Linked DNA regions of Mus musculus: region 1 is linked to region 2. Evidence: chromatin contacts called from public Micro-C data. All regions are on one chromosome and are shown on one strand. Each heading gives the region's core, a stretch centred on a gene start, on an enhancer-like site or on the middle of the called end of the contact. The rest is flanking DNA. Distances are from core to core; before and after follow the strand shown.

Region 1 (6,197 bases), core at 2,957-5,456, 260 kb after region 2:
GAGGGGACCCAGGAACGCCGAGTGGCCTGTTATCTTGTCACTGGTTATCCTACTTAACACAGAATCTTCAAGGCCTATTCATGTTGCATCATGTGTCAGGATTTTCTTGCTTTTAAAGACAACAACAGGCTGGGCATGGTGGCACACACCTTTAATCCCAGCACTTGGGAGGCAGAGGCAGGCAGATTTCTGAGTTCGAGGCCAGCCTGTCTACAGAGTGAGTTCCAGGACAGCCAGGGCTACACAAAGAAACTCTGTCTCGAAAACCAAACCAAACCAAACCAAACCAAACCAAAACAAAACAAAACAAAACAAAAGACAACAACATTTCACTTTATGTTTATACATTTGTCAGGGATGAACACTGGGTTGTTTTCATCTTTTGGTGAGTCACGTTGCTTTGAGCACTGTTGTACAAATTCCTGACTATGAGCTGACTGGGGAACATGACCTTAGAAATGGAACCCCTGGGCTGCATGGTAATTCTATGCTTATATTTTTGAGGGGTTGATGCTGTTCTTCACAATAGTTCTACCTTTTTTTTTTCTTCCCCAAAAACCGTGCACAGGAGATTAGATTTCTTCATCTTCATCTTGTGAATGCTTTCTTTCTCCTTCCTCCTCCCTGTCTCCCTGTCTGTCGCCCTGTTTCTCCTCTCTCTTCCTTTCTCCTGCGGTATAATGATCCTAATCGGCTTTAAGGGATGACTCTTAGAGCTTTAATTGGCTGTTTCCTTTCTAATGATGTGTGATGATTATCTTTCATGCGCTTGTTGGTCTTTTGTACATCCTCAGAGAGAGTCTATTCCATTCCTTTGGCAACTTAAAAACAAACTTGTTTGGTTTTGGTTGTAAATTGCAGGAGTTCTTTTTATATACTGTATATATGATAACCCATATCATATATCATTTAAAAATTCTTTTGTTCTGCATTTTTTTTGTGGTTGCTGTTGTTATCATTCTTCAATGCATAAAGGTTGTAAGTTATGTTTAATTTCTTTACTTTGTCTATGCATGTTTTGTGTGTGTGTGTGTGTGTGTGTGTGTGTGAGTGTGTGTGAGTGTGTGTGAGTGTGTGTGTGAGTGTGTGTGTGAGTGTGTGTGAGTGTGTGAGTGTGTGAGTGTGTGTGTGTGTGAGTGTGTGAGTGTGTGTGTGAACATGTGTGTGTGTGAGTGTGTGTGTGTGTGAGTGTGTGAGTGTGTGTGTGTGAACATGTGTGTGTTTGAGTGTGTGTGAGTGTGTGTGTGTGTGTGTGTGTGTGTGTGTGTGTGTGTGTGTGCCAGCTATGATGCCCCTGTGGAGGTCTATGAATGACTCTCAGGAGTCAGTTCTCTCCTTCCACCACTGTGAGTGAAAGGGGTTGCACTCGGGTCATTAGGGTGACAGCTGGTCCTTACCCTCTGAGCCATCTCTCCAGGCTCCAAAGTTTACATTTTTATGTAGTTAAGCTTATTAAATTTTCTCATTACTCTGGTGGCCTTCATATTTTTTCTTGAATCCTACTTGGCCCATTTTCTCAGACACACTGTATCTTGTGACCTCTTAAATAGGATTCATATGATAACCTCCTTGATATGGGTTCAGTTTATACATCTTAGCAATTGGGAAGTAACAAACAAGGTTATTTGCTTGAATAGAATAGGTTGAAGATATGAAATAATGAGCAACGAGGGAGCCCGTTGGCCCATGGGTGGATCTCTACGCAGCCTGTGTTATTCACAGTTCAGGCACTCTCAAAGAAATGAGTGTATATGGAGTTCTGCACATCCCCTAGTGGGCCCAAGGAAATCATTAGACTGTTATCACCGGTATACTGAGTTTTAGTTTTGTTTTTGTTGCTGTAAGCATCTGTGGGCGAGGTCACACAGTGAATGAGAGAGAGAGAACCAGAAAGAGAGCAGAGGAAGTTGAATGTGGTTAGTAGTGAACACTCCCATGGTAACTAATCTAGTATTGTGAGAGCAAGGGCTTACTTCTGTGACTCCTCTGAACCCCTTCTAATGACTAAACCACCTCTTAAACACCCCACTGTCTCTCAAGCAGGTTTTGACACAGATTTCCCAAAGAACAAAGGGTCTGCAGGCCAGAGCCTGAGACTTGCTTAGTGCAATGCAGATGAGAAAGCAGCCCCAGAGACTTCTTTTCCTGTACATCAGCTGTGCCAAGGAGAGAAAATCAAATCGGTATTGCTTACAATGGTTTAGAACATTCACTTCCGTGGCTCTGTCTTTTCGGGTAGGCAGGAAACTTGGACTCTTGAGTACAACTAGATGTATGCAATAGGTCTATTTCTAAAATTAAAGAAGTTGTTATTTACAACCATTTATTCAGTACCCAGTAAGAATAACACTACCTAAGATCTGGCTTATAATACACACACACACACACACACACACACACACACGCATGCACGCACTAAATGCTTTACCATACTAAACACATTACAAGTAATACTGCTCTTAATTTGTTAAAAAAAATAATCTGCAAGGCAATATTGCTATTCTAATGCCAGAGAATAGGAAACAGGGTCTGAAGGAAAGCAAATATCTGGCCACAGTGGCAGAGGAAGGACCCATGCTCAGCGGAGTTCCCCACTCAGTGTGCTTCCTACTCTGCACTCTGTCTTCAGATGGAGCAAAGGCAAGGAGGAATTCACTGTCTAGATGTAGTGATACAGAAAGGACCCTGGAACAATAAGTAAGGACAACCAGCTGCAGGCCATCTGGGAAATCCTTCTCTAGAAAGTCTTAGGATTGAAAGTTAGTGTTGACAAAGTCCAAATGGACACAGCTATGGACCAATGCATTCTCCCGGGAGGTGGGAATACATCAGGTTTCTTTCAGGAAACTTCGTACCACGAGGTTCCTTCATAGAGTTACAAAGCTTTAGACTCTAGGTTATTGTGCCAGAGGTAGATGCTAGGCTAACCCCAGTTCATGGCATAGACCTACCCTAATAGGTTTCAAACTCTTTGAAAACCCATACACCCTTATCTAAATTGGAGAATGTCATCCACAGACTGTTGGCACTTAGTTTGCTGATAGGTGGGAATGGATCTTGAGTAAGAACAGAGTCAGTACAAAGACCATTGTTCCTAAGGCAGTCCTAGCATCTACCTGTTCTCTGGCTTGGCAGTTTAGTAGCTTCTTGAATATAGCAAAGCAAGTTGTGCTCTTCTAAGCTCTTCATTTGTTTCAGTGGCTTTGGCCATGTTCCTATTATCTTCCATAGGGCCCCCGAGATACTTACTGATTGATGGATGGGAATGAACCAGTTCGGCAGGGCAAATGGCCCTGAGCCAATATCAGAAACAAAGCAGGACAAGTGGAATAGAAGAAGTCACAAGCAGTTAGAATCTGTTAGATTGTAAGCATGGATGTTATAGGAGAGGAGGGAGCCTACAGTAAGAAGAGAGACCTGTATGAGAACCTAGGCTTGTCTTAGATTTGATCTTCTATACAATCTGTTCATTTCTGCAGGATTCTAAACATCATTAGAAATTGATCTATGATTGCTTATAACAGAGCTCCTGTTTTCTTTCCCCCTTTTTCTTGTTTTTGTTTTCTTTTTCCTTTTTTCTTGTTTTTGATTTTGGGATTTTTTTGTCCCAAGTTGCCTTCTGAACGCTGGGATTCCAAGCATGCACCGCCACGCGACACTGAAATGTTCCTGACTTAGGACTCAAAAAACCGACTTCAACCCTCAAGCTCTAAAGTAGCATGCTAAATACGTGGGTGTGTGAATTTGTTTTCTGACTTAGCGTTGCAGTGATAAAATCCTTGATTTTGATCGGATGTGAACAATTTTGAATTACCTATGTTCAAGCATTTCCTTTATAACTGGCTTCCATGCAAATCTCATTTCCTTCCTGCTTTCCCTAGGACTCTTGCAAAAACTCTACAACACAGGGAAACGCTCTGTGGCTGTTCAGTTGTACACTGTGCTGATAAGTATTTTTCCTTTCAGGAAAAGATGTGACCTGGTTTTTTATAGAGTTTAGCTGGGAATATTAACTATGACTTCCATTCTGTTCTTGGCTTGTGGAGCCCCATCAGTCCTGCAGTTCCCGGGGGTCCTCTCAAGCTAATCCAAGCCTTGCCCTCCCACCTGCAGGTAGAGTGGCGACTACAAGTCCCGGGATGCGCCGCGCTTACACCCAGGGTGAGGCGGATCTCTGCAGTGACGTCACCGTGCCGAGGCGGGGCAGAGGGGCGGGCCTGGAGGTGCCGGAGCACGGTGGTGCTGATGCAGGATGGCTGAGCGCGACCGAGCCCGGGAGGTCTGAGCCGGGCGGGGATTGCTCCCTGAGCATCGCCTAGTCCGCCCGCCTCGTGGTTGCGGGCAGGTGGGCCGGGGGCGCAGGACCGGGCTGGAGGTCAGCAGCAGGGCGGCCCACCTGATACGCTGCTCTCCTTCCCGGCGGCGGAGCTGCGGGGCGTCCAGCGCAGGCTTGAGATGACCTGCTGAGAAGCTGCGGGAGGCGGCCTAGCAGCGGGCAGCGGTTGGTTCGCGGCCTCCTCGGTGGCGCTGCCCAGCCGGGCCCCCCACCCCATCCCTGTGCCCCCTCCTGCTGCGGCCCGAGATGGCGGATCCAGCCGAATGCAGCATCAAAGTGATGTGCCGGTTCCGGCCCCTCAACGAAGCGGAGATCCTCCGCGGGGACAAATTCATCCCCAAATTCAAAGGCGAGGAGACGGTGGTGATCGGGGTAAGTGGCCTTGGTGTCTTGCCCCTCCTCCGGCTTTGCACCATAGCCTGAGTGGGGATCTTCCGGACGCTACCTCCGACATCCCAGCGGGGCTGGGTTCGCGGGTGGATCGTAAAAGAGCCCTTGCCTGGTGACTCCCCCGCGGCGGTGGTGGCGCGGGGCGGCGGGGGAGTGCGAGGTCCGCCATTGTTCGCGGGTGGGGGCTCGGGTGGGCCTATTGTTCCCACTCTAGCCGCCGCGTGGGCAGTGTTTAGGCTTGCCAGCAAGTAGGGATGCCCAGGTCTTGGTCAAAAGTGTCAGCTCCACAACCCACAGATGCATCCAGGCATTCCAGGGTTCGATTTGTCTCAAGACCTTAGTCAAAAAGGTATGGAGGAAAGGTGCAAGAAAAACAAAATCTCCTGGGCCCTCCATAGGCGGTTTCACCTTGCTCTCTTGTGGAAGGTGAGGAGTGCTCTTGGTGTCTCTGGGAGGTCTCTTATGTTTCCTGCTTCCTATCATCCCAATTGTCCTGGATTTGTGCTTTCTGTGGACTACCCCCACCCCCACCAGGTCCTTTCTCCCTAGTGTCTGCAGATAGACTCATATGCTTCGTTCTAGATGGAGAGCAGATTCTCGAATCTGCTAAGAGAGGGAGTTCCCAAATAACCCTCTGTATCAAGAGCAGAAGTTACTTAAGCAAATCCAGAGTCTCCCTTTTGATCACCTTTCCCCACCTTTCCTCCCACAGTGTTTTCCCCAACTTAGCTCCTTCTCTGCAGCCTGGCTACGGGGAAAGGGAGGGAATACTCCCTTACAGTTCTTAAGGGAGTACACCAAAGGAAATAAACTAGTTTTGTCCGCGCCCCCTTTCTTAACCTGCTCTCCCTAGAGTGTGTGTCTCATGGTGCCCTCTTTGTATTCGAGCCGCGTGGAGAGGGACTGAGTTAATGCGAGCCTCTAGGTCCCCACTGATACGTTCCTGGCATCCCGCTCCAGGCTGCTGATGCAGCCTTCCCGTCTCCAGCATTGATTAAGTGATGTCATCTCCATCACTGAGCATGCTCGGACTACCCCCTCCCCCCCATTCCCCCAGTGACTGTTGTATTTAGGTCAAGTGATTGACAGGTGACAGCTTTCTGGGTGTATAGCTAGAGGACACCTAGCCTTTTTCAAGAGCGAACCCTGCGGTTCTTCACTTAGTCTGTCCCCAACATCTTTGGCAAGGTTGTCTGCTGCAGTCGCTGCAAAGGTCTTGGACCAGCAGATGCTAGTCATATTTTCCACCATCCTGGATTAGAGGCCAAGCCCTGGCCTGGGGGCTTCGTCTTGTATTATGTTTAAGAAGGCTCCTCCCACTCCCTGCAGACTATGATCTTTTTCCTTCCCGTTTTCAGTTATAGGAAAACGCAGACCTCTGAATACTCTGGATGAGCAACCACTTATTCTGATATCTGACCTATGGGGAAGGGCAGGGATTTCCTCCTCTGTGCTTAGGGTTAACCTGCAG
Region 2 (6,599 bases), core at 2,808-5,307:
TAGACCTAGAGGCTTCTAGCGTCTCTTATCTAGGCCTAGAATGTTTTCAGCCTCTGAGACTAAGCTCACCCTTTCTAGTTCTTTCTGAACTCTGTTTGGTTCAACTCGACTGTTCTGGCTCAAACTCTCCTAGCTGACGTATTCGCTCTTGCTTTTCTCTTGGCTTCTGAATTACTCTGCTTGGCTTCAAACTAACTCTGGCAATCTGTTCTAATCTCCTGGCTCCTACTCATTCTCTTGCTTGTTCTGACTTTAGCTGTGTCTAGCTTCTTCTCTCTTCAATCTGTCTCTGTAAAACTCTCCAGTAAAACTGCCTCCTTCTCCCTCGCTGTGCTGCTCTCCTTGAACTCTACTGTACTCCTGCACTGTACTTTCTTCTTCCTGTACTGTCTGTCTCTCTCCCTTTCTTCTTCCTGTACTGTGTCTGTCTCTCTCCCTTTCTTCTTTCTTCTTGTGAGAGTTGGATATATCCTATCTTGTCAAACCTTTCTCAGATTTGTCACTTATTCTGCCACTCAATTAGACATCACTTTTAAACATGGGTGCTTCCTTCTGCAAACTAACTTTACCTTCTTTGTTTGGGATTAAATGTGAGAACTAAGGGTGTGTCTGTATTCCAGCCAGAGGGATTAAAGGTGTGTGCTAAGGGCTGAACCAAACCCTACTAAGAAACAGGTTCAAATATCCTGTAACAATAGACTGGGTGGCTTAAATGATAGAAAGTTATTTTTTTCATAGTTTTGGAAGTTAGAAGTCTGAGGTCAAGAGGTAAGAAGGTATTATCCTAAGGGATCTTTGCTGTGGATGGCTCTTTATATGCTGTCCCCTGTGGTAAGTGTGAGTCCTAAACTTTTCTTATAACACTAGTCCTATTGGATCAGATCCAACCCACTCAATCTTAACCATCTCTTTAAAGACTACATCCAAATGCAATCACATCCCAAGGTGTGAGAGGCTAGGAATTGACATATGCCTGCCAATAGGACACAGCTCAACTCCACAGAGAGTCTCTTCACTCTGGTAAAATGAAGCAACGAAGAAAAGGCACCAGCAATTGTCTTGTGGAATGTCGCAGAGGGTGGGGAGGGGAGGAGTGACAAGGAGATTGACTTAACTTGGCCAGTCCTGGCCAGAACCTTACAAAGGCCTTCTCTACGGAATAGACAGTGTATGGAACATGCTGGTCCTAGTGTGTGTGTGTGTGCGCACTGAAAGTTGTTCACTGGTCCCAAGCATACTTGGCCCATTTGTTGTGTTTTATAAAAAGATAAGGAGAGAAGGAATGTGTTTGGTGGATGTGCAATCAGATGTGCGGGAAGGGGTGCCTCCATGGGCCCATGCTGAGGCATCCCTTCCCCTTGAGGGACAAGACACACAATGGTATAGTATAGAATAGAGTTTATTCAGGGCATGGGGAGGGGAGTTGAGAGGGTAGTAGAGGCAGAGAAAGGCAGAAAGAAAGAGCAGGGAAGTAGAGGAATAAAGAAGTAGAGGCCAGCCATGGGCATGTGAAGAGAGAGAGGGGGAGAGGAACGGGGAGAGAAGAGGAGGGGGCAAGAAGACAGAGGGAAAGCAAGAAAGCAAGAAGGAGTAGAGGGGGGGCAAGCAGCCCCTTTTATATCGAGTCAGGCACAGCTGGCTGTTGCCAGGTAGCTGTGGGGCAGCAGAACCTAGACAAAATGCTAACATTCCCGTGTTTTGGTTTAATTAAAACAGAAAAAAAAATTAGAAAGAGGTGATGGTGGAACAGGAATGTGCTTGTTGCGATCTTTAGCTACTTCCTGCTGATTTGGGGGCAATGTGTCTCTAGGAAACCTAGGAAAATGGGTATGGGAACATTGGTCCAGTCTTAGGAGAATTGGCTGTTTCCTTGGTGTGCAGGGTCTGTGCAACCATCTGTGGATAGATCAGAAGGAATGGGTCCAATAGAAGTGTCTGTGAGAGAAGACTGGAGCATCTGGGGGTTGCTTCTCTTGAGCTGTCCTGGATGTAGTAAGTGCCTGGACTTAACAACACACACACACACACACACACACACACACACACACACACACACACACACACACACATTATAGGTAGAGAATAAAGTTAAGTGTGTTTGGGAGAAAAAAAATTGAAACCCTTAGGTCTTGGTGGTTGGGGGTGAGTCTCAATTCCAGGGAGAGGAATCTCTCCCCCTGAAATAGGTAGGAAGTGGGAACTTTAGGCTATTGACTAGCAGATGTACTTATCTGGAGTCTGTTTGGTCCATGAGAGGTAGAACTGAGTGGGTTTCCTGTAGCTTATGAGTTTACAGAGGAGATAAGAACATGAGTTAACAATATGAACAGTCTTTAAGATGAGCTTATGGGGAACCTTAAGCCTTTCGTGGAGCAGAAGGAACAAGAAGGGCTTTTTCCTTCTGTCTAGGAAACTGAATATACATAATGAGAAACAATTTTAAGTTTATAATTTAGAGACAAAGAATATTCAAAACCTTGACCTTGTGAATATAGTTGATCATAAGAGAAACACCTTAAGTCTATAGTTAAAGTACAATCAAATGAAACTTATATTTGAGTATGATAGCTTATATTATAGATTCAGCATGAAACACTTTACACTTAGTTAAAAGACAATCAAGAAAACTTAAAATTTGGGGGCTGGCGAGATGGCTCAGTGGTTAAGAGCACCAACTGCTCTTCCAAAGGTCCTGAGTTCAAACCCCAGCAACCATATGGTGGCTCACAACCATCTGTAACGAAATCTGATGGCCCTCTTCTGGAGTGTCTGAAGACAGCTACAGAGTACTTACTGTAATATAATAAATAAATAAATAAATAAATAAAATATATAATAAATCAATAAAATAAAATAGAAGAAAAAAAAGAAAACTTAAATTTTGAATTTGTGATTATACATTGGATCGTATAGTGGAATGTCTTATTAGGGTTAGGCCAATACTTAAGAACTCTGCTGGTCAGTGTTAGGACAATGGGATAGCAAGAAGAGGAAATATGAAGCAGTTAGTTGCTGGAAACTGAGCTCAGGTAAGGAAGTGACAGGTTACACCTGTGAAAGCTTACATCTGAACTTGTGCATCATTTGTCATGAAGTCTGTAAGAAACCTGGCAGTCTTAGCCAGTGAACAAGTTTATTAGTGTAGTAGTAAGGAGCTAGGTCTGTTTTCTAACTGTCAAGCTACTGTTAGCTTAGCTGTCAATGAGGTCAGAAATCTGGGGAAGAATAAATTATAATCTAGGAGCCATGTATTAATTAAAAATGACAGAGTTCATCTATAGTCCACTGCCTAAACAGTTCCCAGGTCCCTGTGGTCTCCATAGCAACTTCAAGCCCAGAATGTGGAGAGCTCCCCCCCCCCCCCCCCCGTGGAATAGACACATGTGAAATGAGAAACGACCCACCTTGACTTAAGGCAATATGAGGCATTTGACTCTTAGGATATCCAGTTTTGCCCACAGTGTTACTCGGTGGTTATCATACCACAATCCAGGCAGTCTCTTGTAGCTATGTCCATTATCCTCTGAGATCTTTTGTTAGGCTTTGGGAGGTTCTGTCTGTCATAAGCTGAAATGTTCATAATTGGCAGACTTCTGACAAGATTGAGAACAGTATCTACTGGTCATATCTGAGTTAGACAAGAGAGTACACTAGAATCTAATGACAGTAGCAAAACTCATTTACCAAGGCAGGGATACACCAAAAACCTTAACTGTTCAGTGACTTTGACAGGTTGCATTAGCATTAGCAGAGAAACACTTGGCTTAGAGTTGGTGGCAAACCTGGGTGGTTACTAGCAATCCCCGAGTCAAGGCACCAAATGTTGTGTTAGAAGGCGGCTCATATCCGGACAGATCACACCAAGCCAGCACAGTCCCACGAGAAGAGGTTTATTGGGGGTGGGGGAGGAGTGAGGAAGAGAAGAAGAAGGGAAAGAAGGGGCGAGGAGTTGGGGGTCTCTGCCTTTTATTTGGGCTGTGACGTAGTCACATGCTTCACCGCACACAGGTGAGTCACACAGGTGAGGAGCACGCTGGGAGTGTGTGGCGGTTGCCATGGCAACATACACAAGAGGGTCCTTGTCACCTAGGGGTGATGTCAACATTGGATTCAGAGGCAACTGGTGACCGCAAAGCAGTTTCTGATGCCAACGCCATTGTCCCACACAGCAGAAATAGAAGCAGCAGCAGCTGGGTAGGCCCAGCACAGTCTGAGCTCTAGGAAGGACTTCCAGGAAGCAGGCCCTGGTGTTTCCTCCCCTTTCCTAAGAACTTGCCTCTAAATTCATGTTGCCTCTCTGGCCTGGGCCAAATCCCCTTCATCAAGGGCTATTCAGTCCAAGCCTGAGATCTCCACCTCTGTAATGGCCCTCATCTATAGGTAGAAGAACAAAAGGCTCTTACTTCTCAGAGGGGTGGGGTGAAGAAGGAGGTGGGAGGTTGGAGACATCCCTTGGTCATGTATCAAAGAAGATTTTGCATTTTCATAGAAATAACGATTGCTAAAAAAATATTGCTGTTTGGGAGAAACACAGACCCATCTATGCACAGGGTTTACATATTTACAATGATATTATGGTCCCTTAGAATACTCAGCATCAAACAAACAAGCCAGCTTGGAACCCCTGTACCACTCAGATAAACACAAAATGCTTTCGTGCTTCTTACCTCCGCTCTGACAAGAGTCCTCCTGGTCCCTCTTGTTCCACTCTGGCTCTAGCAACCAAAAAGTAGGAACATGACTTCCCCAGTAGGAGATAGATGAAGCCTGATACTTTTATTTAAAAAATAAGTTTCTTCTATAGCTCTTTTAGTCAAGCCCAGAGTAACATGAATTGAGCCAGGACCTGAAGAGCTGATGCTAAGCCAGGACCTGAAGAGCTGATGCTAAGCACTGCCATTCACCAGTAGCATGGGATCTGCTTGGACGCCTCCTGCTCTTAGTCTGAACCTGCATACTACTATTTGCCCTTCCTCCTTTGTGGGTTTTATGAGAAGCAGATGGTACACATAAAAGCGTTGTCCAGGACGGGCCGTGAGGTACCGCCACAGGAACTGTCAAAGCAGGGGCCACCTCTTCTCCATCCTCCCACAGCGGCTCCTCTGCCTCAGCTAAGGCTGCCTGTGCCCAGGAAGGTCCTCCCTTCCTGACCCATGGGCCCAATGCAGGGAAAGGAGGATGGAAAAAAGGCCACCAATCCCTAAACTTTCTACAGAAACCCACCAATCCCTGAGCTCCCCAAGCTCAGGACTTGAAATCCCACCAATCCTCACCCTGGAAATCTCTGCCCAGAAAAGCTCCGCAGGCATCTATAGGCTTTGAACTGCACATGGACTTGATCTTTTCCCAGTCCTAGGAGCAAAGAGTTTGACTTAAGGTCTGGCCAAGGAATACTTGCCAGCTTCCCAGCCTCCTCCCACCAGGGACTGGTCTCCAGATCCCATTCAGTTCTTTGGAACTATTTTTTTTTTAACGTATTTTGTTTAGAACCTTCACTTTCACACACAGTATGGTAACCATCACTTGAGAGCATTATCTAGTGAAATCTCTTCTCCCAGCTTGCAAAAGTCAAAGCAATTATACCAAATTCTAAGAAGTGTAATAAATAAGTGACTATATATTCAATCCATCAAGTGCCAATTTCCTCTTCCACGTGTCTTTCATCTTCACTTTGTGCTTTCCCAAAGAAGAGCAGTGTAGGAGAAAATGTTGATGGCCCAATCTGTGTGACGAACAAAGTGAACAGGTTAGCTCTGGTTCCACAGGCATCTACCATGGGCTTTGTGGGGGAAGATTTAAAGCAATACTCTTTGGAGTAAAGATTACCTACTTAATTCACTGAGAAGTAAAGGTAAATGTTTGTTTGTTTTGATTTTTTTCTCAGTGTAGCTTTAGCTGTCCTGGAACTCACTCTGCAGACCAGGCTAGCCTCAAACTCACAAAGATCCATTCATCTGCTTCTACTGAGTGCTGGGACTAAAGGTGTATGCTCTGAGGCAAACCCTTTGATACTTGGGTTAGACAGCATATACAACATCTCAGTGGAGGGGAGTGAGCCATCACAGAAACAAATACCATTCATGCATCTCTGAAGCACCTGGCCAGGGCTTGAGTGGCCAAAGATAAGCCAGACATGTTCCATCCATTCAAGAAGTGTATAGTCTACAGAGAAACAGGCTTGATGAAAGATAATACTTATTTGACAATGGGTGTGTCTTTGGAATCAAACAAGAATTATTCCAAGACAAAGCTAAAGAATAAGATGGGTGATTCAAGCAGCTGAGTCACAAGTGTCACTGGGAACAGCTTTCCAGTCATCCCCACAGATGGTTCTGAAGATATCATGAGCATCTTAGAGTTGCTGTGTCACCTCTTGAGACACCACTCTGGAGGGGAAAGTTAATTGTGTGTGTCGTGCAAGCTCCAGCTTGTTTGGTTGGTTTTGTTTTTAGATCATACACTAGAAAGAAAGATCCCATGACTAAATACTTGATAGACAAAAATTTCCTCTGAAGTTCCCCAAGCCTTTGAGGATGTGTTTTTAAGGCCACATAAAAAAAGAAACATTAAACTGCAGTTCTTTACAACCTCTGCCTGCG

What was found. A called contact is a pair of places that touch in the nucleus more often than the background predicts.
Region 1: a contact with region 2 is called in a Micro-C map of embryonic stem cells, with 1.5 times the contacts expected there. The contact joins the promoter of Kif5c here to the enhancer-like site in region 2. A contact is called at or near these places in 8 of 39 promoter capture datasets (the C10 cell line, cranial neural crest, embryonic stem cells and 3 more), 4 of 484 Hi-C or Micro-C datasets (bone marrow-derived macrophages and embryonic stem cells), 9 of 115 datasets of contacts at active chromatin or transcription factors (bone marrow-derived macrophages, embryonic hindbrain, embryonic limb bud and 3 more) and 1 of 9 other capture datasets (embryonic stem cells).

The regions. Positions count from the first base shown.
Region 1 is chr2:49,615,080-49,621,276 of GRCm38.p6, forward strand. Kif5c (kinesin family member 5C) reads left to right here and starts at 4,207. Exons shown (of 26, transcript NM_008449.3): 1 at 4,207-4,708. The coding sequence starts at 4,583.
Region 2 is chr2:49,351,989-49,358,587 of GRCm38.p6, forward strand. No RefSeq gene overlaps it. Among named protein-coding and RNA genes, the nearest start is that of Gm25215, 43 kb to the right of the region's middle. Within about 2 kb of position 4,058, at least 5 of the 459 cell types and tissues checked have an H3K27ac peak or open chromatin away from gene starts, as enhancers often do.